Regions from separate parts of the Zea mays genome. Here region 1 is linked to region 2. The links are chromatin contacts, called in public Hi-C maps. All regions are on one chromosome and are shown on one strand. The core of a region is the stretch at or near the end of the contact, and the rest is flanking DNA. Distances in the headings are between cores, read along the strand shown. Region 1 has its middle 9.8 kb from the start of LOC111589351. Region 2 holds the start of LOC541726 (myb-related protein 308).

Evidence for each region. A called contact is a pair of places that touch in the nucleus more often than the background predicts.
Region 1: a Hi-C map of leaf shows a contact between it and region 2, with 2.4 times the contacts expected there. The contact joins the enhancer-like site here to the promoter of LOC541726 in region 2. A contact is called at or near these places in 4 of 25 Hi-C or Micro-C datasets (bundle sheath, leaf and tassel).

Annotation. Positions count from the first base shown.
Region 1 is chr5:189,311,862-189,318,905 of Zm-B73-REFERENCE-NAM-5.0, reverse strand. No RefSeq gene overlaps it. Among protein-coding and RNA genes, the nearest start is that of LOC111589351, 9.8 kb to the left of the region's middle. Within about 2 kb of position 2,320, at least 15 of the 20 cell types and tissues checked have an H3K27ac peak or open chromatin away from gene starts, as enhancers often do. A contact at or near this core is called in bundle sheath, leaf and tassel, where this site is marked.
Region 2 is chr5:189,180,086-189,186,310 of Zm-B73-REFERENCE-NAM-5.0, reverse strand. It overlaps LOC541726 (myb-related protein 308), which reads left to right and starts at 2,668. Exons shown (of 3, transcript XM_008647714.3): 1 at 2,668-2,988; 2 at 3,280-3,409; 3 at 3,510-4,463. The coding sequence starts at 2,850. The coding sequence ends at 4,086.

The sequences.
Region 1 (7,044 bases), core at 1,071-3,570, 130 kb before region 2:
TATATTTTCGGGTTACTTCGGGTAAAACTTTATGCATGAGGAGAGAGCAGAGAATTAACTTATCTAAGTTCTGTTGTATTTCAATTTAGTTTCCCAGATTATTCAAGCACTATAGAGCTTGATATAGTTGTTATGGCCACTTGGTGATATATAAATATATAATGCCACACAACACAATCAAATAAAATATAGAGCTAAATAAAATTGTTTACGAGAAGGTTGCGCATAATGTGACTTTAGGGGCTTGAATAACCCACCACAATTCATGCGAGTACAAGCTCTAGCGTATCTAGCGTCAACACGTGTGCGGCCATCAGGGCTACGACAATATAGCAAGCCTTCGTAATAAACGCAACAGGCACAATTATGGCTCGGTAATTGGGGTACACGATAAATCCACGTAACGTGCGCAACAGGCACAACCGTGGCTCGCGGCAGACAGACAATGCCTACAGGGCATGCAAAAAATACGCGACTCAGCGATGGCGGTCTGACTCAACGGGAGCGATCCGATTAATGGAGAGCGCGACATAGTAATCACATGACGCAGCCAAGTTCGAACGACACAAATATTGCGTCGTATTGCCATGGCGCAGTCAATATTCAGCTAATGCCATGACTCAGCCGATTACCAACGCAGCCTGATCGGCGTGTCTGAGTACCCATTATACAATTTAATCGCTCGACGTGAGTCCAAAAGCTCAACACATCATAAATATTTAGAGCGATTTTAGTCAGCGTAATATAGTCTGCACACACATTTTAATAATTTTCTGCTAATTATTTACTACGGGAAATAATTATTAATGTAGAAAAAAAATGAACACCATAATTAATACACAAACATAACACATCAGGTGTAACTATCATTTTACCATATTAAAGCATGTATTTTTCTACTAATTATTTGCGATAGAAAAGTAACTGATTAAGAAAGAAAACATGGTTAATTATTTTGTTTCTCAGACGGTTACTTACATGAAATACTAATCGTATGAATCTTTTCTTAGCCGCATGCACCGTTTCCTTGTTTTACTCATGCAGCGCCCCTCCATTTCCGTTGACGCGGGATGCATGGCATCATGCATACGTGCGTGAGGTGCGCTGGTCAGCAACGGCAAGGAGAAAGTCCACCCCTCCATTTCCGTTAACGCGGGATGCATGGCATCATGCATACGTGCGTGAGGTGCGCTGGTCAGCAACGGCAAGGAGAAAGTCCAGTGGTTGCGGTTGCGTGCATGTCTCGTAGATCGAAAGAATGCGCGTGGAGCCGGTGGACCCAGCGACCGGATGCGCCGAGCAACGCCGCCGAGCAACCGGATCTTCCAGCCCGGTCCTTTGATCGCTCACCACACCAATCACCACCCGGTCTCTGCTGCAGCAGCCTGCAGGGCATGGTGCTGCTATGATTGGAGCCGCTAGATTGCTCTGGTGCTACCGTGGTGCTCACTAGATATGTGTGTCAGGCACGACAGTCTAGTTGCTGCCTAATCGGCTGCAGCACAAATCTCTCAAGGCGTGCACGAGCCGATGTACATAGCACTCCGCACCAGATACCTGTCGGGCGACACGAAGACGGTGGTCGGGAGGGTAAGCGTCCGCCCATGTGTGGAGGAATGACCCCGCCGCATTTGTCACGCCGTCGGGGCAAACGAGAACAGGACGATGACACGAATATGGCGCGAGCGTGGCTTCCGACGCTACTCCGCGATGACATGCGAATGTCTCTTCCGAAGAACAGATCAAGAACAAACATACCGTGCTCGGTTGAGTAGAGGAATTGAAGCCTGTCGTGTAGGACAGTTCGGCTAGGCCAGGGACCTGCCGGCTTAACGAAGAGTTGATGCAGATCTGATCCACGCAGCAACGTCGAGGTAGAGCGTGCTGATAACGTGTTGAGAACTACGTTACCACGGATCACCAGATCTGCTCCCTTCCCTCCCGTCAGCAGTAGAGGCGCGAGAAGCTGTAGAAGACCCGTCTCCCTTCCCATAAGCACGACAGAGGAAACACACGAGATACTGGATATAGGGTTGGGCCTCTGGCCTCTTTCTGATCTCTATCATATGAAGGGGTGTACATGTTTCTTATATAGAGATGTGAGACCCCTCAGGGGCAAAGCAGGTATTTGCCCACATAACCCTAACTAGGGTTACTTAATCTGTCTCGGCGGACGCCGTTTTTGATGGGATTCCATTCCACCATCAGGCTTTTTTCAGCGGGGAAAAAAAAGTCAGCGACGACGGCAGGCGGGCCTGGGGCCTTTTTGGCTTTCCGTGGTGGGCGTCGCAGATGGCCGACGGACACTGCTCGCCTTCGCCTTCGCCTTCGCCTTCGCCCTCGCCGCACCGTCCCACCCAACCCAACCCAACCCAACCTGCCTGCCACACATACCCATCCATCCATCATCGCCTGCTCGCCCTTGCCTTTCCCGTGCCGACGAGCAGCGTCAGCCCGCATGCTTCGATTCGGCAGCTGGCGCGGGGCACCGTCTCCGTCTGCGGAGGCAAGGGCACTCGATCGCTTGCTTCGCTCGAGTAAGCAGCAGCGTCTTCGTGCGTCGCGGCCTCGTACTCGTACCCGGCGGGGTACTCCTGCTGTCCCATACAGTGGCGTACAGAAGCTGCGCGAGTAGCTTTTCGTGGGCTATAATTATTTCCTTTCCTTGTTCGTGCGTGCCACATGATCTTGCTTCACCGCCATCGATCTATAGGTTGTGCGACCATGCATGGCGTTCTTGGTAGCATGATGCGTGGTCGATCGTCGTTGCGTGCTGCTGGAACGCTCAATGCGTACGTACGTGCTCCTACCTACCAACATACTATCGTCGTTATTAAATATATGATATCGTAAAAAAATTGTCCATTCATTTTACTATTATTTTGTCAATTATCATTTATTTTATTATGATTTGTTTTATTTTAGGTATCATATATTTAAGAACGGAGGTGGTATATATATAGACTGGATGAGGAATATTGGAGGTCGAATCATCGAATTTTCTCTTGTTTGGAGTTGGACACGTACGTCCCAACAGTTAGGTTGTATTTAGTCGAATGTATAAGGAGGAATGGAAGAAAGTGGTCACAGTTTCTATAGTGTTTGGACGAGAATTACGTGGGGACGAAGTAAATACCGGAGTGATTTTTTGGTAGTGCCGTGATCAAAAAATTGAGAGAACGGTATCATCTCCGCCTGATCCTACTTTGATTTCAAACCAAACACTGACAATGGAACAAAGAAGTGGCGCAACGCGGATCCACTGTTCGACCACAGAAATACAATGGATTCGGTCGGGCCGGCCGCTGGGGATGATACAAAATGAAGTGAAGGTGCACGTGGGAAACGTGTGGCATTAATTAGACAACTTGCTAATGAGATGAAATGAACACAAAAATATAAGAAAACGTTCCTACTACTAGTCTACTACTACGTACTCCCTCCGGTTTCCTATTAGTTGTCGTTTTGGATAAGGTTTGAGTCAAACTTATAAAATTTTGACTACAAATAACTATTTTGTTATTTAGTTTTGGAACCTAATATTTATATGCGTCAATTTGTCATAAAAAGTACTTTTATAAAAATATAAATGTATTAAGAGTTCATTTGTATTTTAACAAAAAAACATTGATCAAAGTTATATTTTGGAGACCGTGTCGTTGTCCTAAACGACAACTAATAGGAAACCGGAGGGAGTATACGGTGGTATCCTTGTGCTTGGGTCAAACCTAATATACTAATCATCCATGCGCATAATTGTGGCTCTTACTTTGACGTCGACCCATTCGACGACCAACGATAATAATTACCAAAGGTTAGACCCCCATCCAATCCAACAAGAGCCCCCTGCCAAATAAAGCTACCTGATCGATGCAACTTTTAACGGACTTTTGTAAACTTACCCCAAAGGCCCAAAGGATCCCACTCCCACTGCATGACATAAAGGTCTTGCCACTTTTTTGGGCAGCCACCACAAAGCAGCAGCCGACAGTCGACTCGAGCTCTACTTGGCTAGCTCACCACATATAGCTGCCCCTGCCCACTAATCCATGCCCGAAGCCAGTCTTGACGAGATTTTTGTTTGAGTTTTATCTGTGTTTAAGAGGCTACTATACAAGTGTTTCTTTTATGCGACAGCCAAAAAAATTAAAAAGAAAAGAAAAGAGAGAAGGTTTTATGACATACAAAGAAATGAGCCCGCAAACTGAACGCATGCATGCCCTCGCACTGCACTGGCTAGTGTGGGATTCGTGCTTCGTGTCAAATAAGTTCACACCAGGAAATCCTAAAAAAATGGACCATGTGTTGTCTTAGCTCGAAGTATAAAAAACAGTGAACTAGTCTGGTTCTAAACCACGCCGTGTCTTTGTTGGGACTTGCTGGTCTAAGTCTGGTCTATATATTTGGCCACATAAAATCAAAATACTACAACCACATAAAGTTTATAGCTTACTAAATTAAATATATTAAACAATCCTAGCATCATTTGACCACATAAATTCTAAATATCACAACAATATAAAGTCGGTAGCTTACTAAATTAAAAAAACTAAACAACTTAGGCTTCATTAGGCTGTGCTGGTACAAGCCCGGCCCATCTAGTCCGTGCCGGGAGCCTGACAGGCCAAAATTTGAGACCCGGCCTAGACCCGTCTTCAGATAATGGTAGTCCGACCCATATTATTCCGCGTCGGTCCTTACTTTAGACTTCTGTATTTCGTACCATTCTAGTGGTGTAAAAAAAACAGGCCCATATTCTCACCACTAGCACTGCTAGTGCCAGGTCAGGTGCCCTTTGTGCCGTCGCGTCTACGTCTCCATCGGTCCCTCTCCTCCAGCCTCCAGCGATATATGGCCCAGATGCCCCCAAAAGCACTCTGCGTCCATCAGACACGCACAGCCATTGTGTGGCACCGGTGATGGCCAAAAGGTTAGAGAACAATGAGCAGCAAATGGCCATTCTGGTGCCGGGGACTCCTCGTGCCTGCATCGTTCGCGGCTCACAGGAATATGGGCAGCGGATCCGTATCGCTCTCGGTCTCGGGGATGGTTCCCGGAATATTTGGAAGATCAATGCAGATTAACTAACGTGTGTACGTATATTATTATTGAGCAAGCCAGTATTTATTTCCCTCCACAAATCTCTACTACTATATATTGTTCTCCGCCTCACCTTAACCACCTTGATCCCCCCACGATAGATCACGACGGGTCAACGTGGTTGGTACTCCGGCATCTGAACCGCGCAGATTCCTGATCGATCGATTGCAACGCTTACCTACGTCTACGCGTACTTTGATACCTCGTGTGATTTTGATGTGCACGTACGATCTCACACCAATAGTTTTAGGATCGAGTTGGTACCAACACCCCTTTACCCGATTTGATTGTTTATGTTCAGAGCTACCGAACGGCTGCAATATACTAATATGTACGGAGAGTTGCTACACTGCTTGCTTCTTGAGTTGTTGCCTTCTTTCTTCCCCTTCCTGCACGTCCATCCAGTCCAGATGTGACCGCCTATCTTCGCGCCCGGCAACGGGAGAACAATTTCGATGCCATCAGACGACCGGCCGGGACGACACTGTGGTTTCTTCCATGCATGCACGTACGCCATTAGTGGACCGAGTTTTTAATTGGTACAACTACTATCTAGCATCTAGCACACGGTGGATGTACAACGATGTAAAGCAGTCTGTTGTTGCAGATCCGGGCGCCAATCACTACAATGAGAATTATCGTCGGTGCCTTCTGTGGAGGTGCGGATGGTCCACGATCAGGGGCTGGACGGTCTATGACCTGACGTAGAGGCTACGGGTCCTGTCTGACGAGTCGAATGGTTCACGTTTGGTGTTCGAACGGTCCGCGCATGCGCATGAGCATGAGCGGCGGAGTTTGCTGACACGCCTGAATCTCGCTCATAGGAGGGACCCTGTCGGGGAGGAGGGTTTCTAGGGCGTGCCTTAGGATCGGCGGATCACTCAAGATGCCTCTAAATGATGGAGATGTGAAGTTTAGAGAGAGAAATCTAAATTATTGTCTACTCCTAGGGCAAAATGTAAATAACAGAAGGTAATTTGATTGATTCATCTATTGTTGGTCCTTCAACCGTACCTCTTCAAATATATAGGGGTCTAGATCCGTTCCTATACGTTCTCTAACAACTTCCTGCGAGATTAGAAGGATAAACACGTGAGAAAATAGAAATTTTAACGGCCTGATTCGATCTACTCGTGACTCTCTACGCCTACGGGTGGCCGGACCGTCCCACCACGCTCATTGTCACAAATGGTTCTCGATTCAGTTCCTCCACGGATTGTGATGTACCAACGTATATGCATTCTGGGTTGGGTTTGGTACACAGTTCACGGTTGGCAGTTGCAGAGATACCTACCTATCGGAGACATGGGAGTAAATGTTGGCCGAAAAGTTCGGCACTTTGGACCGAATCATGGCACGAGGCATGCTGCTTGCATGTGTGCTTCGAACACGATGTGGTCAGCGCTGATAAGAGCAACCATGACAACATTGACAGCCATTTTTTTTGTTTACAACTGTTCGCAGTGCCGGGAATCATGGGTGGTCATAGTTCGTTGAACTACTACGTGCATTTTGCTTTGAAACCAATCTGGAATATGTCTTCGGTAGATCGTGTAAATTAGGATATATGGAACTGTAGATGACATGACACTGTTTGACACGTTGTAAAGTGAAGTTTAAAATAGTGGATGTGAAAGGGAAATGTGCCTTTGGGCCATTTCTAAGTATTTTGGTGATTGAGTGCAAACACAAGTGCTTAAATGTGAATCCATGCCCATGGATGAACAAAGTGCAAATCACAAGTAAAGGTATGTTTCTAAGCCTTAGTACATTGGTTTTGTGTACTAATATATTTGTCTAAGTGTTAGAAACATAGAGAAGAAGAAAAGGAGATTGTTGGCTGTGTACAGCCAACAGACTGTTTCGGTCTGGGGCACCGGACTGTCCGGTGGTGCACCGGACAGTGTCCGGTGCGCCAGGCTGCCTCGACCTGAAGACGCCGCT
Region 2 (6,225 bases), core at 1,419-3,918:
TAGCCCATCATGCGCAACTAGCAAACGCTGAGATCGCTCTCACTCACATGACCCGGACACGATCGAGTGAGCTAGTTTCTCCTCTGGCATCATGTCCCCCAGGAACCTCACACACACACGTACGGGTACGGCTGTGCTCCCAGCCGTGTGCGCCTCGAGGGAACCGCAACCGCTCCCATTCGTCCGTCGTCCGCCTCCCTCCCGTGCTAATCCTCCTCAGTCCGACGAACGAACGATCATAGAGTAAAGCGCACATGGTGACAGCAGCCGCCACTCACGGCCGGCCACACCGCACGAACGGCACGCGCGCTCTCGCTTTCTTCCCCTCTCGCTCCCGTTTGGCTGTGGGCCCGAACCGAACTGCTGCTCGGTCTCGGTCTCGGTCCAGCGGGCTAGCGCGTCGTGCTCGTGCGTGCCCGCGCAGCGGCGTGGCGGAGCGCGGACTCACCACCACCGTCTGGTCTGACCGCGGGTCAGAGCTCGTCTTGCGCTATTGCGGCGCGCGCGCGGGGTGGGGTTAGGCCGATCGGCCTCCCGTGTTGACGACCCGCCCGCCCGAGTCGCCGCACAGGGGGCACCACCGCGGCCGCTGCCGGGCGCGTGGAGGAACGGACGTGGCGACCGCCGAGCGGGCGCCGGGGCACGACGTGGCGCGGTCAAAAGGGTGGTCGTGCTCGTGCACCGCCCGGAGCACCCCCCGTGGGCTTTTTTGCCGATGGCGACGGGCGGCGCTAGCGGATCAGCGAGGGGAGGCGCGCTTTTCTTTTCTTTTCTTCCCGCAAAGCGCGTCCCGGGCTCTCTCCCGGAGACCCGGATAACTACATCGCTCTGGCCTGAAAGCCACCGGGATTGGATTGCGCGCCGCGGCGGCCGGCCAGGTGTTTAACGAGCTAGTTAGGCGCTCGATCGCGGCCAGATTTAGGATTATTTTTTCCTTCAACTTTCAACTCTTGCATACCATTTCCATTTAGCAGTGGAATTACGTGATAAGAACATACATGCATGGCTGGCGATGGCTACGTATTAGACTGGAGAGAGCTAGCCGGCGCGCGCGCGCGTGCTGATATGCACGAGCAATGGAACGAACGTTGACCAGCAGCACGAGCTGGTATGCATGCATGGTAGGCCATAACGCAAGAGCGAACCCAACAAGTCAACCGCCAAACACTGCGAGAGCGACACTGTGTGTGCTGTGCATATCGAAACGTGATAGCATGCACGCATGGTCAACTGTACGTGCTGGCCGGTCCAGAGAGTACGTACGTCCAGGTCCAGCTAGCGCGCGCGATGAGCACCTGGGCTGGGGATGGGAATGGGACGAAGCACAGCGAGAGCGAGCGAGCGAGTGCTTGCTTGCTCGGCCGTATCATTGGTCTGCAGCTGCTCCATCCACCATGTAGTAGTTATTATTGTGTCTATTAGTGACTGTTACACGCGGTGAGGGTGACCTTACATTATGCTCGATCGCCCGACTAGACTAGGGCTTCTCCTGTACGGAGCGCGCTGTGCTGCTTCCTTTTGTAAAGGTTGATGACGCGAGATTTGCCTCACAAGAATTGACCCGTACTACTGTTCGCGTCGCATGAAGGACTACTATACGTTTCTGTTATCCTGTTCAGTTCCTAGCTAGATCAGCAGTAGCTGCTAGAAGCGACACACCAGTACCACCACCAGAACCAGACCGACTAGCAGAGATGATCACTCGGTACGATCCACAATGACTCCATCAATCGCGCGCGAGCAAAAAAACAAAAAACAAAAAAAAACGGATGTGATTTATCTAGGATTTGCCGGTTGCTGCCGCACCAGATCAAGATAGATGGCGTTGGCCGCTGGCCTAGCTAAGCTAGCTAGGAAACATGGCTTGTCCTTGTCCCTGTCGTGGCTACTCCACGCAGACGCAGCACCGAAAAACACACACACACACACCCAGCGCAGGCAGGTGTTAATAATAAGCTAGCACACTAGCAGTAGCTGTAGGCGGCGAGGCCGCGCTTTCGGCAGGAAAATGCTACGGTAAGTCGGTAATCCGTCATCATATTCACGGAGAAACACAAAAGCGTAGTAGTAGGATTACAGTACAAGCTTGGCAGAATTACCCGCGCGCGACACCGGTCGCCGGTAGAGATGAAAGTGGTAATCTGAACTGTTAGAACAAATTTAATATTTTAAAATAGATATGTATAAAATTTGATTTTGATCTTTTCTTATGTTATCAAGCACATTAGTACAAATATGAATAAAATATTACATAAATTGTTTTATGTATTATTTGCTCCCTACAACACAAAAAGTTAAAAATTTTACCGAATTTATTTCCGAATCCATACCGAAGTTTATATCTATTATTTGAGAAAATATAGGATGAATTTGAGGTTTATCTTTTATGAATCTTAACAAGCTGGATGTTAAAAACAAGAATACAAATTTGTATTGTATATTCTATATCACAATCAAAGAAAAATGACTAAAAAACTGATTACCGAATAAATACCGTTTCCGACCGTTTTCATCCCTAGTCGCCGGCCGGGTGGGGGGCATTTCAGGCATACGGGCATACCTCGGCGCCCTCCCAAGGTAGTGGCAGTGGGATGCCCCTGACAGCGACGTGTGGCATGGCCTCTGGCGCGGATATATATGTGGCGATATAGCACACTCCGTTGCCGCATCACCACGGAAGCTTACTCACTCACTCACTAGTCACTACCTCGCTGGGCCTGGGAGATCGACGACGACGACTCGGGAGGATTGAAGATTGATCATCAGCTCGCTCGTCACTAGGATCGTTCAAGCTGAAATTAGGGCTAACGATCGAAGGTGGACGACTGAGAGGAGAGGAGAGATCAGGAATGGACGGGCAGTTTGGTTGGGGAAGAGAGGAGGGAGGCTGGAGGAAAGGGCCATGGACGGCGCAGGAGGACAAGCTGCTGGTCGAGTACGTCAGGCAGCATGGAGAAGGGAGGTGGAATTCTGTCGCCAAGTTAACTGGTATACTAATCAACACTGTTTCTGATTCTCGTTTGTTCTGCCGGTCACTTAATTGTCTATCTAGTTCTTCTATACCTGAAGCTAGCTGCGAGTTGCGTTTACTTATTCAACGTAATTAACAAGCTGCTGATGCATGCAGTCCGTCTTGGAAACTGCGATTATTAATTACATGTGAATACTCCTCCACAGACTGCCAACCTGCTGCTAGAGCTTCATGGTTTTCTATCGTACGTCAAGATCTCAAGCCTTAATTAACCTGGTCGGTCGGCCATGCATGTATGCATGATGCAGGTCTGAAGCGAAGCGGCAAGAGCTGCCGGCTCCGGTGGGTGAACTACCTGAGGCCCGACCTGAAGCGAGGCAAGATCACGCCGCAGGAGGAGAGCGTCATACTCCAGCTCCACGCCCTGTGGGGGAACAGGTAATAACACAATCGATCATGCGTCCCTTCTCGCCGACATCGATGCAAGGCTAGCTAGCTAGCTGCTGACCACGTTCTGCACGCGCTCTGATGACCACAGATGGTCGACGATCGCGCGCAGCCTGCCGGGGCGGACGGACAACGAGATCAAGAACTACTGGCGGACGCACTTCAAGAAGGCCAAGCCGTCCAAGAACGTCGAGCGCGCCAGGGCGCGGTTCCTCAAGCAGCGACGCGAGATGCAGAGCCAGCTGCTGCTGCTGCAGGGGCAAGATCAGCATCGGCAGGAGGAGGAACAGCCCGATCATGACGACGACGGCGCCAGTGAGGCAACGCCGGGTGTTCCACTGGAGGAGGAGGAGGAGCAGCAGCAGCAGCAGCATGAGGACCTGCGGATGATGCTGCAGCAGGACATGGACGACCTGCTGTTCCAGTTCTGCCCGATGGCCTCCTGCACTTCCTCCTCCTGCCTCCTCCCCGGCGGCGGCAGCTGCGCCTCCGTCGTCAGCGCGTCGGCGAGCGAGGACGGCTCCAGCGGGGACCACCAGCTCGACGGCGCCGCCACGTGGGGGTGGGGCAGCCTGTGGAACCTCGACGACGTGGTGGATGACGTCGACGGCGGCGCCTGGGATAGCAGCTTCTCTTTCCTGCAGGATCAAGGGCTCGCTTTCTACTAGCAGCTGTCTGGCCTACAACTTTATTATAATAGCCCTGGTGCACACACTTAGATGTTCTTTTCGAGTTCGACTGTTTGCTGCTGCGGCCTAGCTAGTATGTGTGGAGGGTGAGAGCGAGAGACCACTCTGATTGTTTACATGTGCGTTTGGACAAGGATGCAACACCAACCATAGAGACCACTTCGATCGAGTAGCCCGTCTTCGTGACTTGTTTAGCTCACCTTTAAGAACTTTTTCATGGGGGTGAGAGAGTTTTTTTCTCTTTTTTGAAAAAAAGAGGTATAAGAGGGGAAGAAAGATCACGGTGTGTTGAAAGTGTAACTTAGCTCTCGCACTTCCATTTTACACCCAAACTCATCAAGTATTTGTTGGGTGCATGGTTACGTTGCCTTGAGTTCTCTTATAGGCCGTTTGGATCTATTTATTTTGGAGGAATTAAAATTTACTTAATAAAGTAATCTATTTGACTTGAAATTTAATATTCCACCACTTCCAAATCTCAAATATAAAGTTTATCTCAAATTGATGATGTGTAGCATGAGAAATGATTTTATGTATCAATGAAATATGTTCTACTCTACAACTTATAAGACGTTATTCGGCTCACTCATCTATATTAAAATATAGCACATAAATATCTCCTATATATTGCTAATAATAATATACAAATATTTTTCGCATTGTATTGATCTTTGCCTAAATTACTATTATTGAATTCAATTCCAAGAATCCAAATGGGGCGTTAGAGTATTTTCAAGAGTTTGTTAGCGCGTCTCTAACAATTCCTAGCAGCGTAACTATAGTGGTGTTGAGATTTTATGGTGTGTTGCCTTCTATAGCACCCACACACATAATATATTTTCTATTATGCAAGAAGGCACTCTACATTTGTTCTATTTACACCAACACTCTATCTCAAGATGGACTAAATATATTCAACATTCACATCTTGTTACATGCCAACTCATTATCCTTAGGACCTAGGCCTTTTGTGATTAAGAGATTTTACATACTCCAACTTTAAAGGCCCACTATCAATCTTCTCCTTGATAAAGAACCTTTCAATCTCCACATGTTTCATGTGGTCAAACAGAACTAGATTATTTGCTATGTTGATTGCTGCTATATTATCATAATGGAGAAGCATATGTAGTCTCATTCTTCAACACTTGAAGATCCTTAAGAAGACCCTTCAACCACATCATTTCACACAAAGCTAAAGCCATTGCTCTATGTTCAACCTTTGCAATAGACCGAGACACCACAACTTGTTTCTTGCTTCTCCATGAAACCAGATTACCATCCACAAATACACAATATCCAGATGTGGATCTCCTATCATCCCTACTACTTGCCCAATCAACATCACAACACCCTTCCAAATTCAGGTGTTGGTTTGCTCTAAATCACAATCTCTTGCTAGGGTTTCCTTTAGGTATTTCAGTATTTGATAAACTACCTTAATATGACCAGCTCTAGGATCATGCATATACTACTCACCACACTTACTGCGTAAGCAATGCCCGATCTTGTATGACAAAGGTATATCAATCGACCAACTATCATTTGACATCTTTCCTAATCCGCAGGGTCACCTGACTCAACACAAGTCTGGTGATTCTTATCAATGGGTGAGCCACATGGATGACACCCAAGCATTCTAGCCTCTACTAACAGACCGATGACACAATTCCTTTGGGAGAGAATAATTCCCTTAGATGACCTAGCAATCTCAATCCCAAGAAAGTATCGAAGTGGTCTAAGATCCTTTACCCCAAAGGCTCTACCTAGCCTTTCCTTCATTTTCTTGGTCTCCTCCACATCATCTCCAGTGATCAATATATCATCAACATAACATCCATATTAGTGATACAAGAGCCCTGATGTTTGTAGAAATCCATGTGATTTCCATTGCATTGATAATATCACATATCACACACTACTCGCCTGAATATATCAAACCATGCACGTGGTGATTTCTTCAGGCCATAGAGTCACTTATTGAGTCTATCTTCCTAAAGAGTCTATTCATTCTAAATCCCAGGTAGAATTTTCATATAAACCTCTTCTTGTAGGTCATTGTGAAGAAATGCATTCTTCACATCTAGCTGATGAAGTGGCCAGCCAAAGTTGATTACA